2 separate regions of the Mus musculus genome follow, and region 1 is linked to region 2. The links are chromatin contacts, called in public Hi-C maps. All regions are on one chromosome and are shown on one strand. Each heading gives the region's core, a stretch centred on a gene start, on an enhancer-like site or on the middle of the called end of the contact. The rest is flanking DNA. Distances are from core to core; before and after follow the strand shown.

What was found. A called contact is a pair of places that touch in the nucleus more often than the background predicts.
Region 1: a Hi-C map of muscle stem cells shows a contact between it and region 2, with 2.0 times the contacts expected there. The contact joins the enhancer-like site here to the promoter of Acad12 in region 2. A contact is called at or near these places in 2 of 484 Hi-C or Micro-C datasets (cerebellum and muscle stem cells) and 3 of 9 other capture datasets (adipose tissue, liver and pancreatic islet).

The regions. Positions count from the first base shown.
Region 1 is chr5:121,768,331-121,773,289 of GRCm38.p6, reverse strand. Atxn2 (ataxin 2) reads right to left here. Exons shown (of 25, transcript NM_009125.2): 6 at 502-623. Among named protein-coding and RNA genes, the nearest start is that of Mir7031, 48 kb to the left of the region's middle. Within about 2 kb of position 3,594, at least 6 of the 459 cell types and tissues checked have an H3K27ac peak or open chromatin away from gene starts, as enhancers often do. A contact at or near this core is called in muscle stem cells, where this site is marked.
Region 2 is chr5:121,617,057-121,622,126 of GRCm38.p6, reverse strand. It overlaps Acad12 (acyl-Coenzyme A dehydrogenase family, member 12), which reads left to right and starts at 3,189. Exons shown (of 11, transcript NM_178799.3): 1 at 3,189-3,356. Acad10 (acyl-Coenzyme A dehydrogenase family, member 10) reads left to right here. Exons shown (of 21, transcript NM_028037.4): 20 at 60-137; 21 at 748-1,098. The coding sequence ends at 918.

The sequences.
Region 1 (4,959 bases), core at 2,345-4,844, 150 kb before region 2:
GTATTAAGGCAGGTAACACCTAGCTGACTTGGGTTTTTTGTTGTTGTTGTTGGTGTTTTGGTGTTTTGTTTTGAGTCAGGGTCTTTATAAAGCTCAGGCTAGCCTCAAACTTTCTCTTTAGTGGAGGCTGATCTTGAACTCTTAAACCCTTATTCTTCTACGACTGAGTGCTGACATCACAGTTGTCACACCCAACCTGAAACTATCTTAATGATAACTCTTTATCCACCTTGACCTCATTTCTAAGGAAGTCAACATACAATTAAACACTACCTGCTTTCGGTTGGTATTCAAAACGAAACAGGCTGCCATCTTGTAACTATCAGTTCCCTGAAGTAACTGATCATCACAAAGAAGTAATTTAAGAGTGCTCCGACTCCAGTCAGGGAGAAATTCTTTCCTTCTCTCCCTCTTTAGCAACTGCCCAGAGAAAGTGCTGCTCTGCACGTGTGGAGTTCTCCCCACGTTCACACTGAGTGCTGGGGTGCAGAGGGCACTCACCACATCATTCTCCAGCTCCAGCTCCTCGCTGGCCGTGAGCTCCCCTGCATCCCAGGGCTCCAGGTCCTTCTCCTTGTGCTCACCATTCACCTTTGCGCTGAGAGCAGAGTCAGTAAAAGCATCTGTGAAGAACAACAGGCAGGCGACACTAAGTATCTATAGCCAAATACATTAGTTGTCTTGTTTTTGTGTTGAGGCAGTCTTACTATATATAGCCCTAGATAGCCTGAAATATGTAGCCCAGACTAGCCTTGAACTTGTAGCACTCCTTCCTGCATGTACCTTCTCAGTTCTGGGATAGCTAGCAAGTGCCCACCATGTGTGACTAGGCAGAATGGTTTTAACTTTCTAAGCTTAGGTCTCTGTGCAGTATCCAAATGTACCTCCTGACAATACAGATATTAATAAGTAAGACCATTCCTAAGTGATCTGTCCCTTTCCAAAACAGTTCCTCAATATCACCTTAAGAAGTTCAGATTCAAGCAGGACAGTGGTGTCTCACAATTTTAGTCCCAGCACTCAGGAGGCAGAGGCAGGCAGATCTCTGAGTTCAAGGCTAACCTGGTCAATAGAGCAAGTTCTAGGACAGCCAGAGCTACATACAGAAACCCTGTCTCAGAAAACCAAACAAGAAGCTGTTCAGATTCTGCAGTGCTGCTGTCTCCGGCAGCCTCATGGGTACTTCTAGCAGCCCAGGCTCACTGACATGCACCCAATCCCACTCCTTGTAATATCCCTTGAGGAGTCTAGCTTATGAAAATGTTTGGCACTTACATGCTCAGCTGACCTTACTGCTCTACAGCTGGGAGTTAAAGAGTTGAACAGCATCAGGAATGCTCATGGTCACACATCTGCACGGCTAGGTAGCCCTAACCACCTGTCTTCCCAAATTAGGGGCAAATAGACATGAATGTGCACCATACATACGAGGCCTCACCAGCAGATGTCTCCTGCTACTATCAATGATAAGGACAAAGAGTGCACACAGGGAGCCCTCTGAGCAACAGTAGAATGGAACTGCGCTCAGGATAAAGCTTTTTGCAGAGCATAAGATGTTGCTCATCTCCCAACCCCCCAGCAACTGGAAGCTACAAACAGCCCTAACTAGTCAGCCTCATTATTTCCTGCTAGCTTGACTCAAGCCCTATCCTACATCATCTGACAACTCTATCAACTATTGGTAAAAATTAAGTTGTGGAGCTGGAGAGACGGCCCTGCTCTTGCAGGATCCAGCTTTGGCTCTCAGCACCTATACTGGGAGACTCGTCAAGTCCAGGAGATCTGACCTCCTCTTCTGATTCCTGCAGACACCTGCACTCAGATCAAGATACACCTGAGCAAAACTTTTTTAAAACTTATTTCATGTATATAAGTACACTGTAGCTGTCTTCAGACACCCCAGAAGAGGGTGTCAGATCCCATTACAGATGGTTGGGAGCCACCACGTGGTTGCTGGGAATTGAACTCAGGACCTCTGGAAGAGCAGTCAGTGCTCTTAACTACTGAGCCACCTCTCCAGCCGGTAAATCAATTTTAAAAGGTTTACTGGGGTTGGGATCTGATGGCCTCTTCTGGTGTGTCTGAAGACAGCTATAGTGTACTCGTATTCATGAAATAAATTTATTCTTAAAAAAAAAAAAAAAGAGAGTGAGTCTGATTGAACAATCAATTGAATTTACTTGTGTATACCTTCAGAAAGAGGAGTGATTCCGATAATAATGGCAAACAAGTATTTGTTAGGATCCTGGGATCTCTTCAACTACAAGGAACCAAAACCACAGAAGTAGATTACAGGGCACTTAGAGTCATTCAGACTCATCTCTACACAAAAGCTGCAACAATGTTCAAAAACAAAATCCTGTTAACATGTTAATCACCAGTGTTGCAAAAGCAGGAATTTAAACACAAACTCAGTATAAAAAAACTAACATTCTAATTCAGGAAGTTAGAACTCAAAGCTGGGAGCTGAGCCCCCAAACTGGGAGGCTTGGGTAGGAGGTTCACTATTGTACAATACATACAATAAGATCCTACCTTAAAAAGAAAGAGGAAGGGAGAGAGAGAGGGAGAAGGAGGGCAGACAGACACAGACAGAAAAAGGAACATAGGAAAGGAAGACATTATCATGAAAGTTAAAAGCATAGAAGACTGTCTCACAACCACACAAATTATAATCCTTTTTTGGAGACAGAACTCTGTCAAATAAATAGTCTGGTACAACAGCCTATAACTCTATGATTATCCATCTTCAGACTTAGGGAATATAGATGTCTACCACAGCTGGCCTAAATGGACCTTTTCTTGTTTATGGGGGAGGTGTATAAAAATGTCAGCAGGTGTGGGATGAACCAAAAGCTCCTCTCAAAAGTGTTGTGGATAGCCCTGATGCTGTTTGTATTTTGATGTTAATTCAGCTTCCGCAAGAGGGCTTTTGGACAGGGACAGTGGGAGGACAAGATGTAGCTACAAGTGGCCCCCATTTAGATGGTGATTTATATTTAATATGGCTTACAAGATTAGGATTCTAGTTGTTGTGCCCAGCAACTGAATTAACTGTTGATCCTGAACTAAGTTTGTGTGGTCTTTTCCTTCACATGGCAACTCAACTGGGTTCCAGAAAGAAAGGTAGGGCTGCAAAGCATGGGTTTGCAAGAAGTGCACCCCAAAAGGCCATGGGAATTTGGAAGAGCGGGGCTGGCGTGGTAGTGACCCAGTGGGAACTTAGCGAGTCCTGTGGCAAGATTTCAGAGCTCCACGTCAGAGAGTTTGCCAAAGATGAGAACAAGGCCGGCTGGGACCAGCTGGAATATCATGGGTTGCATTTTTTAGTATTTCACGCCACACAAAGATACCACTGTGAGGGTTGGGGGCAGGGAGGGGAGAAGCGACCAAAAAAAAAAAAAAAACAAAACAAAACAAAACAAAAAAAAAAACCTACAAAAACCAACCCACAAACTTTTACCTACTGTTTTGTGTTCTGATCCTGAGCAAGACAAGATAGCAGCCTATTCAGGAGATAGCTATGGAGGAGTGAGTGGGCCAAAAGAATTCCCAGATCAGGCTCCTCTTGCTGTCTACACTGTAGGCTGCTAAGAGGGCATTTTTATTCAGCCTGCTTCATTTCCCCGACTACATACATAAAGAAAGGGAATTCACACACGGTAACTGAGTGCTCACATAGAATCAGGAGTGTGTTTTGGGTGTTTTTCCTCTCTCTAGACATAGGGTTTCTCTGTGTAGCTAGTAACTTGATCTGAGGACCAGGCTGGCCTTGAACCCAGAGATCCGACTGCCTCTTGCCTACTAAGTGTTGGTATTTATGGTATGTGCTACTACCATCCAGCTGAGTTTGTTCTTGAGATTGGAGCTCATTCTGAAACAGCCTAGAATGACCTCAAACTCAGCAGACCTAGACTAAGCTGTAACATATGGCAATTCTCCTGCCTCAGTGTGCCTGTGCCACCATGCCTGGTTAATTAAAAACAGCAAAGGGCAGAAGCTGAAGGAGGACCAGATTAAACAGAACAGACAGGAATCGGGGATGGCTGAGGGGCAGAATGCATGGCTGTCATGCACACGGCTCTATTTTCAAGCCCCCGCATCACAAGTATACACACTACACAGGCAAATGTAATGGCATACAAATGATCTCTCTTTTCTGTTACACAATACTGAAGTACACTGGGCATAACAGCACAATGTCTGCCATCCCCAGTATGTATCCGGTGAGGACAGGAGAAACGGAAGTTAAAAGACATGCTCAGCTACATAAAAACTTCCGAGTTAGCCCATGATAAGTAAGATCTTGTCCCCCAAACAAGCAAATCTTCAAGGGACTAGAGATGCCTCAAGCATTTTAACAGCAGCACATACTGCTCTTCCAGATAACCCAAACCCAATTCCCAACACCAATGTTGGATGGCCTACAACCATCTGTTAATGTAACTTATGGTCTACGTGGGCACTCATGAGCACGTGCACATACCACACATATATATAATTTAAAATAAAGCCAGGCAGTGGTGGGACATGATGTTAACCCGAGCACTCAGGAGATGGAGGCAAAGGCAGGCAAAATCTGAGTTTGATGCTAACCTGGTCTACGAAGCTAATTCTAGAACAGCCAAGGCCACAGAAACTGTTGTGGGATGTCTCCCTTGGCTTCTATGAATTACCATAAAAAATGCTATTTCATTTTTCCCAGCATGAACATGGGGGTGGGGGAGCCAGAGTGAAATCCTAGCTCCAGAATTTGGGATGGAAAGGCCTATCTCACTGAGGCCTCCAAATGTTAATTTTGAGATTCAAAATAGGAAACCAGTTCCACACTTTTGAGCCAAATGTATTCAAATACTGACCAGGAATGACTTTGGTCAGGATCTCTCCTTATAATTCCCAGTTGAGTGGCCCTGAGACATATGTTGTAGGAATTTTAAAGGACACACCCATATGGCCACC
Region 2 (5,070 bases), core at 1,940-4,439:
CTTTCTGTTGTCCTCCTAGCTCCTCATCCTGTTTTTCTTTCCTCTGCCTTCTCCTGCAGACTGCAGCTTTAGACATTGCAATGATTAAAATGGTCGTCCCTTCCATGGCCTATCACGTAATTGACCGCGCTATTCAGGTGAGCAGCCCTGGACTGGCCTCCTCCTGTGCCTGCTACCTTCCTCTCCAAACTGATTTGTTTATTTGTTTTGGGGGGTTTCGTTTGTTTTCTTCGAGACAGGGTTTCTATGTGTAGCCCTGGCTGTCCTAGAATTCATTCTGTAGAGCAGGCCAGCCTCAAACTCAGCTTCTGCCTCCCAAGTGCTGGGATTAAAGGCATGTACCACTACTGCCTGGATCTCCAAACTGATCTTGGTACCCCACCCCACCCCACCTTACCCTACCCCCACCCACCCAGGACAGTGTGTTCCTTGTTCAGTGCATTCTTCTTGCATTAGGGGGCCTCAGGCCTAAGGGAGGCCTGTTCCTGTTCACACCCAGTGCCGACTCTGTGGGGTACACATCCTGACACTTGGTCCCACACAGAACTTTCTCAGTAGTGGAAGCAAACCATGGAGAATGGGCTTGGTGAGCAGGGCATCCAAAGGATGACAATATGGCCCTATGTGAAGTCTGGGACACATAGTGACACAGAGGACCTCAGTCAAGACAGCAGTCGCCAGCTGTTTTGAGCAGCCTGCCACTTTTAGAACTCAGACTTTCTTGTTTTTCCACTCTTGTGTCTCCAGGCCTTTGGAGCAGCGGGCCTCAGCAGTGACTACCCCCTGGCTCAGTTCTTTGGCTGGGCCCGAGCCCTGCGCTTCGCTGATGGCCCTGATGAAGTACACCAGCTGACAGTGGCTAAGATGGAACTGAAGAATCAGTCCAGGATGCAGGAACCAGCAGTGCCCAGAGTGTAGATGCTGAGTTTGGCATGGTCTGCTATGTGTGGTCCTCACATCCTATCCAGCAACTCAGTCTGGGACAGTTACTGTGACCTGAACCTCCTAGGGTCTTTTCAAGAAGATATTCTCTGGGGTCTCTTCAGAGACCTGCCTGCCTCTGCTTTCCACGTGCTGGAATTAAATACATTTGCAACTATATCCTGTTCTGAGCTAGATTTTTTCTTTTCTTTTTCTTTTTTTTCTTTTTTTTTTTTTTTTTTTTTTTTGGTTTTTTCGAGACTGGGTTTCTCTGTGTAGCCCTGGCAGGCAGCCCTGGAACTCACTTTGTAGACCAGGCTGGCCTCAAACTCAGAAATCCTCCTGCCTCTGCCTCCCGAGTGCTGGAATTAAAGGCATGCGCCACCATGCCCGGCCTGAGCCAGATTTTCTAAACAGGCTTATAGTCATGAGTATGTGTGTGCCTACCAAGGCCAGAAGAAGGTGTTAGATCCTCTGGAGCTGGGGTTCTAAGTGCCTGTGAATAGCCCAATGTGGGTCCTCGAACCTACCCTGGGTCTTCTGCAAGAGCAGCCAGTGCACTTAACTGCTGAGCTGCTCTTCTCTCCAGACACACACATGAAACGCTGCCCCTCAGAGCAGTTGACCTTCATCTCCTGAATCTCCTGCCTCCACCTCCCAAGTGTTAGCATTACAGATGTGACAGCATGCCCACTGGGGTAACCCTTTCCACGACAATTGAGGTGAACTAATATTCACTGGTCATTAACACATTTTGTTGGATGGGTCAACGTGTCAGGAAGTGGGATACAGTTGTAAGTGACTGAAGTGCCACCAAGTGAGGAAGTTCAAGGTGTATCAAGCACCCATTCCATCTTTGCTCGGTCATGAAGAGCAAGGAGAACGCAGGAGTAGGCAGAGGCAAGAAGGAAGCACCAGTCTACCTGCCTCTCCTTAGTCCTGAAGAAGCTGGCAGGTGCAGAGGGGCATGTGTGTAGGGGGCACTCAGGGGAGACGTGAAGGACGCCAGAAGCTCAAGGCTAGCTTTGCTTGCATGAGTGCCAGATCAGCTGGATTTATGTGGTGAGGGCTTGCTTTCCATCTTAGAGTCGTGATTTATAGTATCTGTCCACATGTGTGTGCTTGAGTATATTCTATACAACATGTGAAACAATACTTGTAGAAGCCAGAAGAGACCTTCAGATTCCTGGTTGTGAAGTAACACCCAGCTGTTCAGCCTGGGTGCTGGGAACCAAACCAGTGACTGCAAGTGCAGGAAATGCTCTACCTGCTGAGCACCTCCCTGGTCCCCTAGTTTGCTTTAGAAACGGGTCTCATGTAGACTAGGCTAGCCTCAAGCTTTCTATATAGTCAAGGATGACCTTGAATTTCGGGTCCTCAAGCCTCCAACTCCCTAAAACTAGGATGCACCATGTCTGGTTCAGGCAGTGCTAGGAATTCCACCCAGGGTATCCTTTTTGGGGCTAGCCTCGCTTCTATGCTAGGCAAGAATTCACCAACAGAACTACATCTCTGACCTGAGACCTTGCTTCCATTAAAACAACAGACAGACAGGGACTGAGAGTTTAGGGGTAGAACTGTACTTAGCAAGGAGAGAGGGAGAAAGAGACAGAAGAAAGGAGAGGAAAGGGAAGAGGACAGGAGGAGACAGAAAGAAACTAAAAGTAGAGCTAGAAATGGCTGCTGTCGTAGGCAGAGCAGCTGCCCAGGTGGACAGCGGCTTCCCGGCACCGATGCCTGTGCAGTAGCTGTGGCAGACACTGGACATGTACCTGAGTCTAGAAGAAATAAGTAAAACCACACTCTTGTGGCACACAGTGAGGACATGCTGACACTGCAAACCATCCAAGAAGACATCAAGTGTTCAGAGTGACTGAAGCTCCATCCAAAATCCAGTTGGGATAAAGGCTTGGACGACCGCCACACTTGGACGTGACCTCCTGTCTTTTCTGGCGTGAGATCAAGCTGTACCCCTGGCTGCCTTTAAACTCCCAATCTTCCGATCTTTAGCTCAAAGTACAGAATGATCGGTGTGGCCAGTCACCTGCTCGGAGTGGGCCCCGGTGGCCGGACGAGCCCACCGGTGGCAGCGCCGCCACCGCCTCAGCAGCGGCAGCCCCAAGTGGCCGAGTCACAACCTCCGCTTCCGTCTGTCGGCCGCCGTCTCTGACCCGCGGGGTCGCGCACGCGCACCCGCCGGCGGGAAGAGGCGTGGCCCAAGTCGCGCATGCGCTTTCGTCAGTCGCTTCTGCCCCCCCCCCCCCCCCTTGGCTGACCGTCTGGACAGTGTCCGAGGAGCGTGCGCAGTGCGCGCTGAGTCTTCTGGTTTGTTTTGCATCTGACTCCTCCATTTGTCCTCCCTAGTTTTCCCGCAGGGTTCACCGTGAATCAGAGGGTTCCTGGGTCTTCGACCTCAGGGTTGTAACTTTCTGCAGGTATGACGATGGGCTGGCTAGGAGCGCAGTGGCTTCACAGATAATCCACTGAGAGCCGAGCACTGCGGGGCTGCGTGGGATGATGATTTTGCGGACACAGAAAACAGCCCCAGAGCCGGGTGTGGTGGCGCACGCCTTTAATCCCAGCACTTGGGAGGCAGAGGCAGAGGCAGGCGAATTTCTGAGTTCGAGGCCAGCTGGTCTACAGAGTGAGTTCCAGGACAGCCAGGGCTATACAGAGAAACCCTGTCTCGAAAAAACTTAAAAAAAAAAAAAAAAAGAACAAGAAAAAAGAAAAGAAAACAGCCCCAGACAGGACAAGCTTTGGCACTCGTGCGATCCTGAGCTCTTAATGCATAACTGCACGGTTGAGAAATGAAACGATGTATAGAGACAGGGATACACTGGAAAGCCTAGAGGTCATGGTTAAAATTGGTTTTGTTGTTGATTCTGTTTGGTTTTATTTTGTTTGTTTTTATTGGTTTCTTCTCCCAGTCAGAGTTTCTCCAAGTACGCCTAACTGTCCTGGAACTCACTCTGTAGACCAGGCTGTCCTCGAACTCATAGATCTGCCTGCCTCTGCTTCCGGAGTTCTATACAGTCCTGCCCCACCACCTTCTGGCCATTGTTTAATTGTTTTGAGACAACGTCTGGTATAGCCCAAGATACTGAGAACCCTATATATTGGAGAAAAAATAAGCTGTGTTCTCTATGTATTGGAATCGGATGTCCTTGAACTTCTGACCCTCCTGCCTTTTCCACCTCGCCAGTGCCAGGGTTACAGACTTCTGCTGAAGGCTTTGTGCTTCACAAGATAGCAGGATAGAACTAACTCAAGATTGTCCTCTGTGCAGGTGCTATAGTGAGCACACACACTGAGGAATGCACTTCAGTGGTAGAATGCTTGGGTTATAGCTCTGAGTTCAGTGTCTAGTATAAACACACAAACACACATGACATAATCGACATAATGTCCAGTACACACACACACACACACGAGAGAGAGAGAGAGAGAGAGAGAGAGAGAGAGAGAAAGAAAGAGAGAGAGAAAAGCCAGGTAAGATTAGTGCGTATTTGGAGAAAAAAACATGACACGACAGGGCAGATAATATTGTGTACATGCTATAATGTAAGAGGTCCAGGAGAGGCCATGTATACAAATTGTACCTTTAACAGGAACATACAATATATAGAGGTGTTCACACTATTTCCTATGTAATATGTCTCATACCCTTTTAATGCTAGGGTTTCCCAACTTCTGTTCACATTTCACGTCCTGATACCACTTCTGGGTGCGTGTATGTGTGCCCATGAACCATAGACCACAGTAGTACTCTCAACTCATGATGACCACCAAAAAATTTGCATGGATCTAGCCAAATCACACCTCCCTCATGGAGAATAATGGGAATATATGAAAATGCACCATGCATCCACAGAGTGTAGATCATCTGACTGTGTCAGACACTAGTTTATGGTGCTGAGGTTGACCTAGAGTCTCCAACATGCTAAGCACAAGCCATTCTGCTGAGGCACACCCCCAAGTCAAGTGTTAGATAACCCTAAGTAGTGTGACACACACTAACTTGATAGCTCTACATTCTGTATCTTAGGCAATGGTAACCTGCCCCCACCTTTGCAATAGGTACTGTAATTGTCCCCGTTTTACAGAGGAAGAAGCTGAGGCTCAGAGAGGCTAACATATCTAGGACCT